Linked DNA regions of Macaca mulatta: region 1 is linked to region 2. The links are chromatin contacts, called in public Hi-C maps. All regions are on one chromosome and are shown on one strand. The core of a region is the stretch at or near the end of the contact, and the rest is flanking DNA. Distances in the headings are between cores, read along the strand shown. Region 1 has its middle 110 kb from the start of MIR211. Region 2 overlaps OTUD7A (OTU deubiquitinase 7A).

Evidence for each region. A called contact is a pair of places that touch in the nucleus more often than the background predicts.
Region 1: a contact with region 2 is called in a Hi-C map of sperm, with 5 times the contacts expected there. The contact joins two enhancer-like sites. A contact is called at or near these places in 7 of 14 Hi-C or Micro-C datasets (CD4 T cells, blood, fetal cortex germinal zone and 4 more).

Annotation. Positions count from the first base shown.
Region 1 is chr7:7,989,056-7,995,017 of T2T-MMU8v2.0, reverse strand. No RefSeq gene overlaps it. Among named protein-coding and RNA genes, the nearest start is that of MIR211, 110 kb to the left of the region's middle. Within about 2 kb of position 4,642, at least 4 of the 40 cell types and tissues checked have an H3K27ac peak or open chromatin away from gene starts, as enhancers often do.
Region 2 is chr7:7,694,651-7,700,980 of T2T-MMU8v2.0, reverse strand. OTUD7A (OTU deubiquitinase 7A) reads right to left here. Exons shown (of 13, transcript XM_028850656.2): 11 at 3,175-3,289; 12 at 2,917-3,001; 13 at 1-459. Among named protein-coding and RNA genes, the nearest start is that of KLF13, 150 kb to the left of the region's middle. Within about 2 kb of position 4,225, at least 10 of the 40 cell types and tissues checked have an H3K27ac peak or open chromatin away from gene starts, as enhancers often do.

The DNA of each region.
Region 1 (5,962 bases), core at 3,393-5,892, 290 kb before region 2:
GCCCTGGGCAGGATTTTAGGGTCTGGTTTGCTGTTGCTGAGCCATTCTAGGCCACTCCTTCCCACTCTTCTCTCACTTTCTCACCCACGTCTGGGAGTGCTGCAAGGATCATTTGTGAGCACTGTGAGTGCTTGATCAGTGGGCTCATCCCCTTTCTCCTGCCCACACTGAGGCTGAGAACCAGGGCACATGGGGTCCCAGGGTCAGTTTCAGTGCCATCCGGGTCTGTGGCTGATCAGCTCCTGGCAGGGACTGCTGCTCATTGCCACCTCCTTCCCTGTGCTTCTGGGCCTTCTGGGTGCACACTAAAAGCAGATCCAGGTTTAGCCAGGTACGAATCCTGTGCAATTGGCTGACCCTCTTGAAGAAAATGAACACAAACTTACAAATGGGTAATTAGCTGCAAGGCCTTGGCAGGGCTGGGGTTGCACATCAAGTTTGAGCCTCACTTGCTTCAGGGAAAACCTACCTCTGTGTTCTCATAGAGGCCGGGGGCGGGGGCTGTGGTGGTTGCCAGGACAGGGCGAATTTGATGCCATGCATACATGCACTCAATATTGTTTTGACAAATAGTAACCAAACCTCATACTCCACCGCCATTGGCACCTGTCATATGCCCGCACGCCATTAGTGCTGCAAAATGGACAGAGGGGTCTGAAAGATGGACCCTGTCTCTGAGGGGTCTCTCTAGAGCCAGTGAAGGAAGAGGAAGCTGAAGGTCCCACGGAGTCAGGAAGCATAGGGTCTTCTTGCTGTCTCGTGACACTTGCAGTGACCAGTCGTGGCTCAGTCATCTCCCCCTGCTTCTGCTTTTTCTTGAGGCTTGCGTAGTTAAAAATAATAATAAAATCACACTTTTTGTATGCAAACCACAAAATACCCACTTTTAACTCTGACAGAATCTGGTAATTGTGTTCTCTCCATAAGAAGAGAGTGGAAGAGCTCATTTTAAAGACACGGCATAATTTAAGTGAACTCTTTTGAAAATCTGATGGTTGATACATTGCCCATTGTTCTTCATTAGATGTGAAAATAAAATCCTGGAAGATTTCTTGAGATGAGCGTTTTAGAGAAGAAACGACCCCCACAGACTCATTTTGTTTAATGCATCCAAGCACTCATGCGTGGCTGTAAACCCCATGAAACTCCCAAACTCAGAACTCCAGAAATGTCATCAAATTTTTGAAAGCATAAAACGCAGAGCAGCAAAGTGAAAAGAAACCCCACCGTAGGTGGCTAGGACCACAGCTGCTACTTGGGTGTCCCAAGGAATGACCGAAATGTGGTCGTTTCCTGGTGGGCCACCAAAGTGACCTCTTACTCTCCCCTCCTCAGCAACCGGGAGTCACCTTTGGATTGGAGGCAAGGTCCATCCTGGCCCCCGTCCAGCGAGACCTGCCTCCCACACCTGACTGGCCCCGCCAGGCCTGGAGGAGCTGGTGCGGTACCACCCTCTCTGCTGAGAGGCTTGGAGAAGCTCACTGAGGAGCTGTAGGTCTTGGCACCAAGGTTTAATCGTTGCCCCTGCCTCACTACCAATCCTGTGGGCAGGGTTGGCTCCCACCTGTCCTGGGCTCTTCTTGCTCCGACAGGACCCTGGGTTGCAGCCAGCACAAGGATCGCGAGCTCCAGTTCCTGAGCTGGGCCCCTCACTCAGAGCAAAAGGGCCTAAGTGGGGGTGATTTTGAGGAGCAAGAGGAAGAAGATATGGGTTCTGAAAAATCTCTTTTTTTTGAAACGGAGTTTTGCCCTTTCGCCCAGGCTGGAGTGCAGTGGTGTGATCTCAACGCACTGCAACCTCCGTCCCCCGGGCTCAAGCAATTCTCCTGCCTCAGCCTCCCTAGTAGTTGGGATTACAGGCGTGCGCCACTATGCCTGGCTAATTTTTGTATTTTTACTGGAAACGGGGTTTTGCCGTGTTGGCCAGGCTGGTCTCCAACTCCTGACCTCAGGTGATCCGCCAGCCTCGGCCTCCCAAAGTGCTAGGATTACAGGTGTGAGCCACCGCCCCCGGCCACCGAAATCTTTATATTCATCAATAAGGCCCACAGATCTTCCACACCGGCATTGGTACTATTCCAGAAAGCAGGCTTTGGTTACAGTTTTGGCCAATATAACCCTGGACAATGAACCAGCTGTGCAGCCCACTATACAACACCCTCAGCTTATTCAGTAGGTTACATAAAAGGGGAAGAAGGCAAATACATACAAGAGTGTGCAGAGAAGCACCATTTGTTTTGTTATTGAATTATTAATAATTTAATTTATGAATTTAAAATGTGACAAGGGTAAAATAGCACAGAATTGGCATGCTATGTTCTCAGTATTCACCCCATCCCTGTGGGCCTTCATAACCACCCCACAGTGACATCCTACTGTCTACAACTACTTTCTGTACTACACTGTCTACACTCTGTCTGCCCATGACCCACCATCAACAAACACCCTCCTGTCTACACCTATGACCTGCATTAATGTGTATACTTTCTATTCCTACTATCTGTGTCCTAATGTCTACACTCTACTGTCTATACCTACTATGTGTGTGCTAATGTCTATACCCTACTGTCTATATCTACTAGCTGCATCCTAATGTCTACACCCTACTGTCTCTATCAATCGCCTCTAACATCTACATCCTATTGCTCCAACAAGGCAGATTCAGGTGGCCTTCATCAGAACCCGTGTAGACTCCAGGAGGCTGGGGCAGCCAGAACAGAGTGCTTCCAACCTGCGATCTGTGTGGAGCCTGGCGCTGCATGACCTCCTCACATCTTTTAGAAGACAAAATGGTGCAGCAGGCCAGCGCACTCCAGTCTGTAATGTGCATGTGAGTCTCCTGGGGATCTTGTTCACACCCAGTTTCTAGTGAACTCCTAGGGGATATTATGCTGTGGTCCTCAAACCACACTTTGACAAAGTAGCAAGAAGCTAGATGATACCTTGGCCAGGAGGATTCAGGACTGGCTGAGTCATTATGCCCTACAGGATAGTGTCAGAGTCAGTAGCACAAGCACAGTGACCTTCCCAGCCTTCCTCCTCCTGCTCCCCGCCCCGGGAGCTTCTGTTTGGAGAAACATGGGCCCATTTCCCTTTCGGTGAGGTGTAGGAGGATGTGTCCTGCTGGAGGACTTCTCCTGCACTCCTGGTGAGGTATCCTTCATCCTCCTTGTTACTTCCCTCTCTGTCTTCCTTTCCTGCCTGGAGCTCAGACTCAAGCCAATGCCACAGGAGGAGCCTATTTTCAAGCAGGAGAATGAAAACCATTTTGCAGACATGGTGGGGTGCAGGGCTGTGGAGCCTGGCCCTGGAGGTGTTACAGAGCGTGTCTGTGTCCTGGACTGCTCACCGCCAGGCTTCCAGGCGCTGAGAAAAGCACCTCACTTGTTACCTCACCATTCTGCAGTTTTCTTTTACTGTCAATAGAGGCTCCAAACAATGATCCCCATGGGGGGTTTGCTTGGCCAAATATGAGAAAAACTTCACAAAAGGCCACCCCCATAGGATATAATGTACAGCCAGATGGACTTCAAATGACCCTGATCCTTCACACTCAGGGATATTGATCTCAGCTTAATTTGGCACTTAATGAAAATAGGGAATTACTTGAGAGCAGTAAAAATGTACTCTGTGAATAAAAAATACTTAATTACAGATGTAAGTGAGAAACTTAAAAGCTGCATAGACCAAAAGAGAGGGAAGTAATTTGCCAAGCACCACCCACGTGCCGGGCTTTCTATATTTTACCTCTGAGTCCTCGCAAAGGCCCTGGTAGAATGACTCACTACTGTTCAAACGTAAGCCGCAGACAGTGCAAGTCCACCGAGAAGCCGACAGTTTCCTCTCAGGGACCTTCACCTGCCCAGGAACTTTCCACCCTGGAAATGGCTCTAGCAATATTCTTGCATGGCTTTGTTTAATGTATTTACAAAAGTAAGATATTTTGATTTTTTTATTAAAGAGTGTTCCAGTTACTCTGGCTGTGTAACAAATTGCCCCCTTATGTAGTGGCTTTAAACAATAATAATCAGAGCTGGATTTCCTGTCTAGACAAGATCATTTAAACTTGTTTCCTCTTGCTTCTCCCAACTAGATACACCCTGGAAATAACAGAAAAGACAACCAAAGGAGCACTGGGAAAGGCTGTAGGATGAAGGCAAACTGGTTGGGCCACAGGACTGGATAAACAGTATGGAGGTGGCCACCTTACAACTCCTTCCCAGATATGAAACGATGACCGAGGCCCAGCGTTTCCTGCCAGCAGCATAAGGTGGCCAGGGTGGCTCATTTCTCCCATAATGGGAGCTGGAGTCCCGCTGACAGCACCAGGCGAGCCCAGCAGAACTGGCCAGGGAGATCCGTCACAAGCCCAGCAGACACTCCGCTGCCAGGGGACGTGCTCTCCTGCCCTGTCAGGTCTGAGACTCCATTCCTCAGTTGCAGAAACCACACAGCTTGCGGGTCACGGGGGTCAGCAAAGAGGATCCCACCGTAACAAGCACCCAGCCTGGGAAACTTCGTTGTCTCTGCGAGGCTGTGACTCCCTTCCCTCCCTTGAGACTGACGCTGAGATAAATATACCAGGCAATGGGTGGCATTATCGAGGAGGAAGTGCCCTCACCACAAGTGCCTGGCCGAGGGAGCACTCTTCCCCGCTGTGGCTGGAGACACACTTCCTTCACCTAGGAAGCACCAGGCCGCATGCCTGAGGAAATTCCTTCTGCTCCCTCAATCAGTACCTGCAGAGACCAGTAGGAGCCCCAGGCTCAAGAGAAAAATCAAGCAGACTAAAAAAGCACAGCAAGGTCTCTGAAAATCAGACGTTACTGCAACCACAGCCCACAAAAGTAGGTCACACCTGCATTGCTAAACCTAAACAGGGTAGTTGCCTACTAAAATAAAAAGTTTAAATAAGACCTGGAATTTCCTAACCTATGACCCAACATTCCAGGCCACAGTAGAAAGTCATCTGTCATACCAACAACCAGGAAAATTGCACCTTAAATGAGAAAAGCAACCACCTGATACCCGCAGTGAGATGAATCAGATGTTGGAATTATTTAATAAAACAATTATTTTTATTTTAGTTTAGTTTAATTTAGTTCTTCTGAGACAAAGTCGCACTCTCTCGCACAGGCTGGAGTGCAGTGGCACAATCTCGGCTCACTGCAACCTCCGCTTCCTGGATTCAAATGAGTCTCCTGCCTCAGCCTCCCGAGTAGCTGGGATTACAGGCATGCACCACCACGCCCGGCTAATTTTTTTTGTATTTTTAGTAGAGACGGGTTTCGCCATGTTGGCAAGACTGGTCTCAAACTCCTGACCTCTAGTGATCTGCCCGCCTCTGCCTCCCAAAGTGCTGGGATTACAGGTATGAGTCACCACACCTGGCCAATTTGACAAAACTTTAAAAACAATCATAAAACTAATTATAGAACTGAAAAATACAACAAAAGAAAAAAAAATTCACTGGATGGACTAAATAGTGAAGTGGACACAACAGAGGATAGAATCTGAACTTTAGGACAGATCAATAGAATTTACCCAATCTGATTAACAGAGAGAAAATAAAGAAATAGGCAAGTAGGCTGGGAGCGGTGGCTCATGCCTGTAATTGGTGTATATGCACCAAATATCAGATCTCTTAAATCTATGAAGGAAATAGTTACAGAATTGAAGAGAGAAATACACAGCTCTACAATAATAGTCAGATATTTTAGTACTCCGTTTTCGCTTATGGATTGCTGTGGTTTGGATCTGTGTCCCCACCCAAATTTCATGTTGAATTGCAATCCTCAGTATTGGGGGTGGGGTCTGGTGGGAAGTGATTGGATCATGAAGATGGCTTCTCATGGTTTAACATCATCACCCTAGTGCTGTCTCACGATAGAGTTCTCATGAGATCTGGTTGTTTAAAAGTACGTGGCACCTCCCCAGTCTTTTCTTCCTCCTGTTCCAGCCA
Region 2 (6,330 bases), core at 2,976-5,475:
CTTCTCCGCCGGCGACGCGCCCGCCGCCTTGTCCGTGGGCGACGGCGTGGTCTTCTCCGAGGGCGACGTGCTTGCCGACGCACCCGACTCCTCCTTGCTGCCCTTGCGCGACTTGGCCTTCTTCTCCTTGCCCCGCTCTGCCGAGTCCCCGTTCTTGCCGTTGGCGGAGTTGGCGCGGCCCATCTTGCCGTGCACCAGGCCGCCGAGACCGCCCATGTTTTTCTTCAGCTTGATGCCCAGTGTCTTGCTGAAGCTGCCCAGCTTGTTGGCCACGGAGTCGGCGCGCGTCTTGTCCTTCTCCTTGCGCTGCTTCTCCTTCTCCTTGTCCTTGCCGTTCTTGCCGTTATTGCTGTTGGAATTGCTGCACACCGAGTCGCGGTCCGAGTCCAGCGAGTCGGCCAGGGACTGCACGTCCTCCCCTGCCGAGGCCGTGGGAGACTCCGGTTGTGCCAGGGGCGCCTGTGTGGAGAGGGAGGGCCGGAGTGAAGATGGTTAGAGAAGAGCCGTCCACGGGCTGGCCGAGGAAGGGACACCTTGCCCCTGTCTTGCCAAGGCTGGGGCCCTCAAGGTTCACTGTCCCAGTCCCCACTGTCTCTCTGGTGACTATGGTACCTGGATGGGCGGTGCTGAAGGAAAGGAGCGGATAGGAGTGGGCTCTGATTCGCTGCAGTAGTAAAAGGATGTAGGGACTTCTTATCTGCGTGTGTCTTCTGGCCACGGAAGCTGGGGTGTACTCATTCTTTCTCTCTGGGGGACCTCAGGTACTTGGTAGCCTGGAACCCTGAGTGGGGGATTGGGGCATGGTGCAAATACCCCACTGGCCTTGGTCCCCAGAGCCTTGTCACAGTTCAGAGAATGATCAGGTTCACACTCTGGCCTTCCCCACTAACAAGGCCGCCTGCTTGACCAGACACAGGTCCCAGGCCAGCCTCTGTGAAGATGGAGGCCTTCAGGTGGGGAGGACACTGGGCCTGCACAAAACTGTCACCCTTGAAAAGATGTCCCGCCTCCTCACGCCAGGCAGGGGACAGAAACCTTGTACTCAATCTCATTCATCGGATCTTGAATCAAACACCCCCTTGATTCAGGGATGCCAAATCGCTTCAGGGGTTCCTTTCTCACTCAGTTTGGCAAGGTGGAGTGCTAAATTGAGGAGGATTCTGAAATAGGCCTGCGCTCAGCAAAAAAGATGTTCCCATTCCCAGAAAAGGGCCCCTGGGTGGTTTGGGGTGGGGTGACGCTGGGAAGCACGGCTTGGATGAGACCCACTGAGGTGGTCAACCAGTCTGAGGAGGGCACGACCATATCTGGGGTGGGGAGAACCTGAGAAAAGAGATGGGAGGGCAGAGAGGCAGGCAGCACCTACTGCGTCTGCAGAGGGACCTCCCTGGGTGAGGAGAGAATTCTGACTCACTGGACGAGAGGCAGGATCCCTCATGCTGGCTGCTGGGTGCTGCAGGAACTGGTGCCCATACCTGAACAGGCTTCCTTGGCCTCCAGGGGATGAGCCTGGGAGAAGGCTCCCATTGCTCCCCCACTTAATTTTTGTCTCCTCACCCCCAGGCCCCTCAAGCAAGTCCATGAGTCGGTGACTGTCCTGTGACCAGGTCACCCTGAAGCAAACGTGGGCAGAACTGACCCACACCACCTCCCACTCTGAAATTCCTTTCCCCTTCCCACCTGGGATAGGAAGGTGTGAAGTGTCTCAGACCAGTGTGTGAGACACTAAAGGGTGGACACGGGCTGGGCCAGGAACGGAGGTGCGCCTGGTGCTAGCAGGAGGGCACTGAGAGCGGGCTCGGGAGTCCCTGGCTGGAAGAACCCTTCCCACGGTTGTCAGCTGAGAGCCTTGCATCTGACATGAAGGCACCGAGGCCTGGCAATTGCAGGCAAAGCTATGCTCAGCCCGAGAGCTTCCTGATTCTAGATCCTGAGCCGCTGCCATCACTCCCCATGTGGGTGCTGAAGAACAACAGCCACAGCACCACCGGAGTGCTCCAGGCCTTTGAGAGGCAGCACTCAGACTGCCACCGACTGGCTGTCACTTATGCCATCAGTAAAATGGGGTATCAGTCCCCGCCTCGTGGAGCCCTGGGAGATGAAGTACAGGCAAAGGCCGGAGTCTGAGAGCACTGAGCAGTGCTGACCACCACCCGACTCCTTGACTTACACCTCTCCTTTACTAATTCCTTATGAGCCCCACTTCAAGCCTAAGTAACTGGCTGGAGAGGACCAATTATTTGCAGGCTGTTTTTTTTACAAATCTTTTTCCCTGGCAGCTCACTACTGAGATTTCAGAAAACATCAGTCAGATGCTTAAAATGAATCGCTCAGCGTCTGCAAGCAGGGGCAGCCCCGACCCTCTGGAGGCAGGCAGCCTCACGGGGCACGGGCCCCTCTCCTCACCTTCCTGCCAACTCCACCCACCAGCGTGCTGCCTCCGGGAGGGGAGGAAGGGGGCGCCGAGGAATCGCGCGCTCAGTTCCCTGGCTTTCTTGAGGACCCACACAGTTTATAATTAATTCCGCTCTGCGGCAGCACATTGTGTTCTGATCTCAGTAGAGATAGTTTTGTGTTGTGACTTGCCTGTTGCTTGTTTTCTGAGTGGGCGTGTTTATTCCTTCTGCAGAAAATAGGGGGACAAAAATCCTTTTACAAGAGTGCATGCTTGCGTGCACACATGCCTACACGTGTGTACACACCCACTGGGTCCAACCAGAGCCACTTCAAACCCCAGCCAGGGTGGCTAGGTCAAAGGGATGGGGGAGCTACTGGGCTGTGGGTATGGCGGGCGTGGGCGACCAGGCAGGGGCAGGCAAGAGTGTGGGAGCGTTTGGGAGGATGCACCCTGGCCAGGCTGGAGCTGAGCAGCCTGGACCCTACCGCCAGATCTGGTCCCAGCACAGCCAGGCTCACCCGGGTCTCGGAGGGGATCCGGATCCATGTCACGTTCATGTAGCTGTGGAGGAGGTTCAGCTTGGCTTCTAGCGACAGGATAAGGCTGGCAAGAGAAGAATACCCTATTGAAATGGTCGGAGCTGGCCCTTGTAGCACCCAGCCCACCTGCATGCCAGCTGTCCCAGGAGGAGCAGGGGTGGTACAGCCCCTCCCCAGGATGCCCCAGCCATAGCCCTCCCTGTGGGCGCTGGGGGAAGGGACAGAGTAGGGTCTTACTGGGCCAGCCGGGCGTTATCGTTGTCATCTTTCCCCCACTCCCAGTCCTTGCCAGGGTCCACTGCAAAGTGCAGAGGCAGCAGCTTGTGCTCAGAATCCGTCAGGGGGATCACGGCTGGAACAGAAGAGACAGAGCCGTGCTGGGAGCCGCGGCATTCCCCAGGGAGGATGGGAAGGAAATTCCCAAGCCAGGTGTTCAGGTGACAAGTGCACCGAGTGGAGATCTACACAGATCTGTGCCAGCAGGAGCATGAAGACCAAAACCACTATTGCTAGTTTTTAAAATTCCATATTTATTGTAGACAGTGGAGAGCAGTTGGAAGCGTCACCTGGACCCTGGGTCTCTTTGGGTCTGTCCAATGGCAGATACTCCGTTGGGCATCAGAATGGGAAAAAAGCTATTGCTGCTTCTGCTATTTCTAGGAAGGATCTAGGCAGGTTAGGCACACTTTGGGAGGCTACCTTGCAGGTGGGCCTGGGGCCCAGCTCTCCTGTCTCATCCCAGAGAAAGGCTGAATGTACAAGTCAGGTGAGCAAGGGTGTTGCTGACCTCTACGGATTTGTGATTTTGTGCCACAAGTCTGTGTCAGTGCCTGGGACCCGTGGACCCACCCACCCCTGCCCGTAGGAAGCTCACCTGTGCTGGGGACAGATAAGCAGGTTAACAAACACCTCATAATGTCAGGTGGTGAGGAGCCCTGGAAGGGTAAACAGCAGGCAGAAGGCAGTGATGGTGAAGCCTTTCTTGGGTGGGGTCAGAGGGTCCTTTTGAGGAGGTCACATGTCAGTGGAGACTGCAGTGACGAGCACCTGGCTGGTCATTTCTCAGAGGGATTGACTCATCACAAAAGCTCTGTGGTGAAACTCACCACTCGTGGGAAATCCTGGCTCACTCCAGGAGGGCTAGGGTGGAGGGGGTGTCTACAGGTTTGGGATCTTCTAGGAGCTTCTGAGCTACCTGATGAGAGGAGTTCCTCGTGACATGACTGACTCCTCCCAAGGGCATTGTCAGGGACAAGGGCAGGAGGAAGTGGGAGATGATCTCCCCAAGTCTTTCCTCGGAGCAAGCAGCAGCCTCCTGTGGGCTCCAGTTAGCTCCCCTGCAGGCCCCACTCCTAGAAGTCACACCACAGCAGAGAAGCACAGCCCAAGGCCTTGGGTCAGCTGCTTTGCCTCTTTGCTGGAGCCCGTGATTCACAGCAAGGCTGCCATGGCAAGAACAAAAAGGCAAGGAAATAGATCAAATCGAAGACTGAATACCAATAGTTGATTTGGTAAGAAATTGGAAAAACTGACTCAATGCTGCCCTCCAGTGTTGCTTAAGAGGAAAAGTGGGTACAAGTAATTCCCCTCTCCACCCCTGCACCTTTTCTTCCCCAGCCTCCCCAAGCTGCGAATAAGGGAAATGCAGCTTTGCTGACCAATGGCCAGCTCCGGGCTTTCCTTTCTTTTCTTTTTTCTTTTTTTTTTGAGACGGAGTCTCGCTCTGTCGCCCAGGCTGGAGTGCAGTGGCGCCATCTTGGCTCACTGCAAGCTCCGCCTCCCGGGTTCACGCCATTCTCCTGCCTCAGCCTCACGAGTAGCTGGGACTACAGGCACCCGCCACCACGCCTGGCTAATTTTTTGTATTTTTAGTAGAGATGGGGTTTCACTGTGTTAGCCGGGATGGTCTCGATCTCCTGACCTTGTGATCTGCCCGCCTTGGTCTCCCAAAGTGTTGGGATTACAGCGTGAGCCACTGCGCCTGGCCCGGGCTTTTCATTAATCTGGCTTGGGATTGGAAAGTGCAGTGCTCTGATTTGAGAGGTCAGGGGCAGCTTGGCCTGGCTTTGCTGCAGCCTGCTGGGTTCTGCCTTGACGTGGCCACCCTTCCCAGGTCTGAGCTGCAGAATAGACACACCCAGGGAGGGCTGCAAGGCTGGCTCAGGGACAGGTCTCCCTGGGGTGGTGCCCAGCAGCCTGTCCCATAGTTCTATGAGTCACTACACAAACAGAGAAGGGGTTAGCCTCGCTTCTTACTCACGGGGCAGGGGGTGGCACAGGCTCTCCCCATCCACAATGTTTCCCCGAATACAGCAGTGCAGCTCCTGGGAGTTCCAAGCCCCCATAAACAGATGGACCAAACCAAAGTGTCCAGGAAAACGACTCAGAAAGTGACATTTTAAATAAGCATCTCCTGTGGCTTTTAAAATCAAGCAAATTCAGGAAATATTGTTCTAGAACAAGAATAATCTGTTAGAAGCAGTTCCTGTGGGTGCAACTTGGACATTTTGGGTCTGGCTGTCCACCCGCTTCCCAGGGTAGAATTGCCATTGGAGAGCATCAGCCCAGCCACCACTCCATGTCTTAGCCACCCCGCCCCCAGGATTTAGGGGGAACAGGCACCTAGCGGCACCCATGGTCTGTGGGCAGAGGCAATGTGGGAAGTGTTGGGTGATGTGCTCAGGCATAGGGGGGCCTCTCCCCCACTTCCCTTCCATGGTGCCTGCAGAAGACAGCAGATCCCCACTAAAGAGCTGCCTGACAATTGAGAACACTCCCTTTAGACTTCCACTGTGTTAAGCCACTCTGATTTTGGTTTGTTTGTTTCAGACAAACCACCTAAGCTAAGACGGCACTCCCGTCACCCTCACCTCTCTATCATGGGGTTCCTGGGGACTCCTCCCCTCAACAGCAGGGCTGGAATGGACTCCCTTCCATTCCAGCTGCCCAGGGGTCCAGTGCACGGGGGGGAATACCCCTGAAGGGGCTACTGCCTGTCCTCCTAGAAGGGCCCTGCAGCCTTGCGGCCTAGATCTGGCTGGGGTGAAGGACCAGCTACTGAGAGAGGCTCTAGGGACGTGCCTGCTCACAACGGAAGACACCGAGGGGCTTAAAGACAGGCTTCTCTGCAGAGGGTCAACTGCGGCCTGTGGTGAGGGCTAGGGCTGCAGAGCCCAGGGACAGCTCAGGCCAGGAGGCCGTGAAAACAGGTCCTCCTTGTGAGCAGCGGCTGTTGGGGATGCTTCTACCTCTCACTGTACACTCTGACATTTCCCTATTGGAAACCTGGCTTTACCAGCGAGTAGCAGACGCACAGCGGCTTGCCCTCTGGTGGTAAATGTCTAGAACAGCAACTGCTTTTCAAAATGAGCCTAGAAAGGCCAGAAAGCTGTT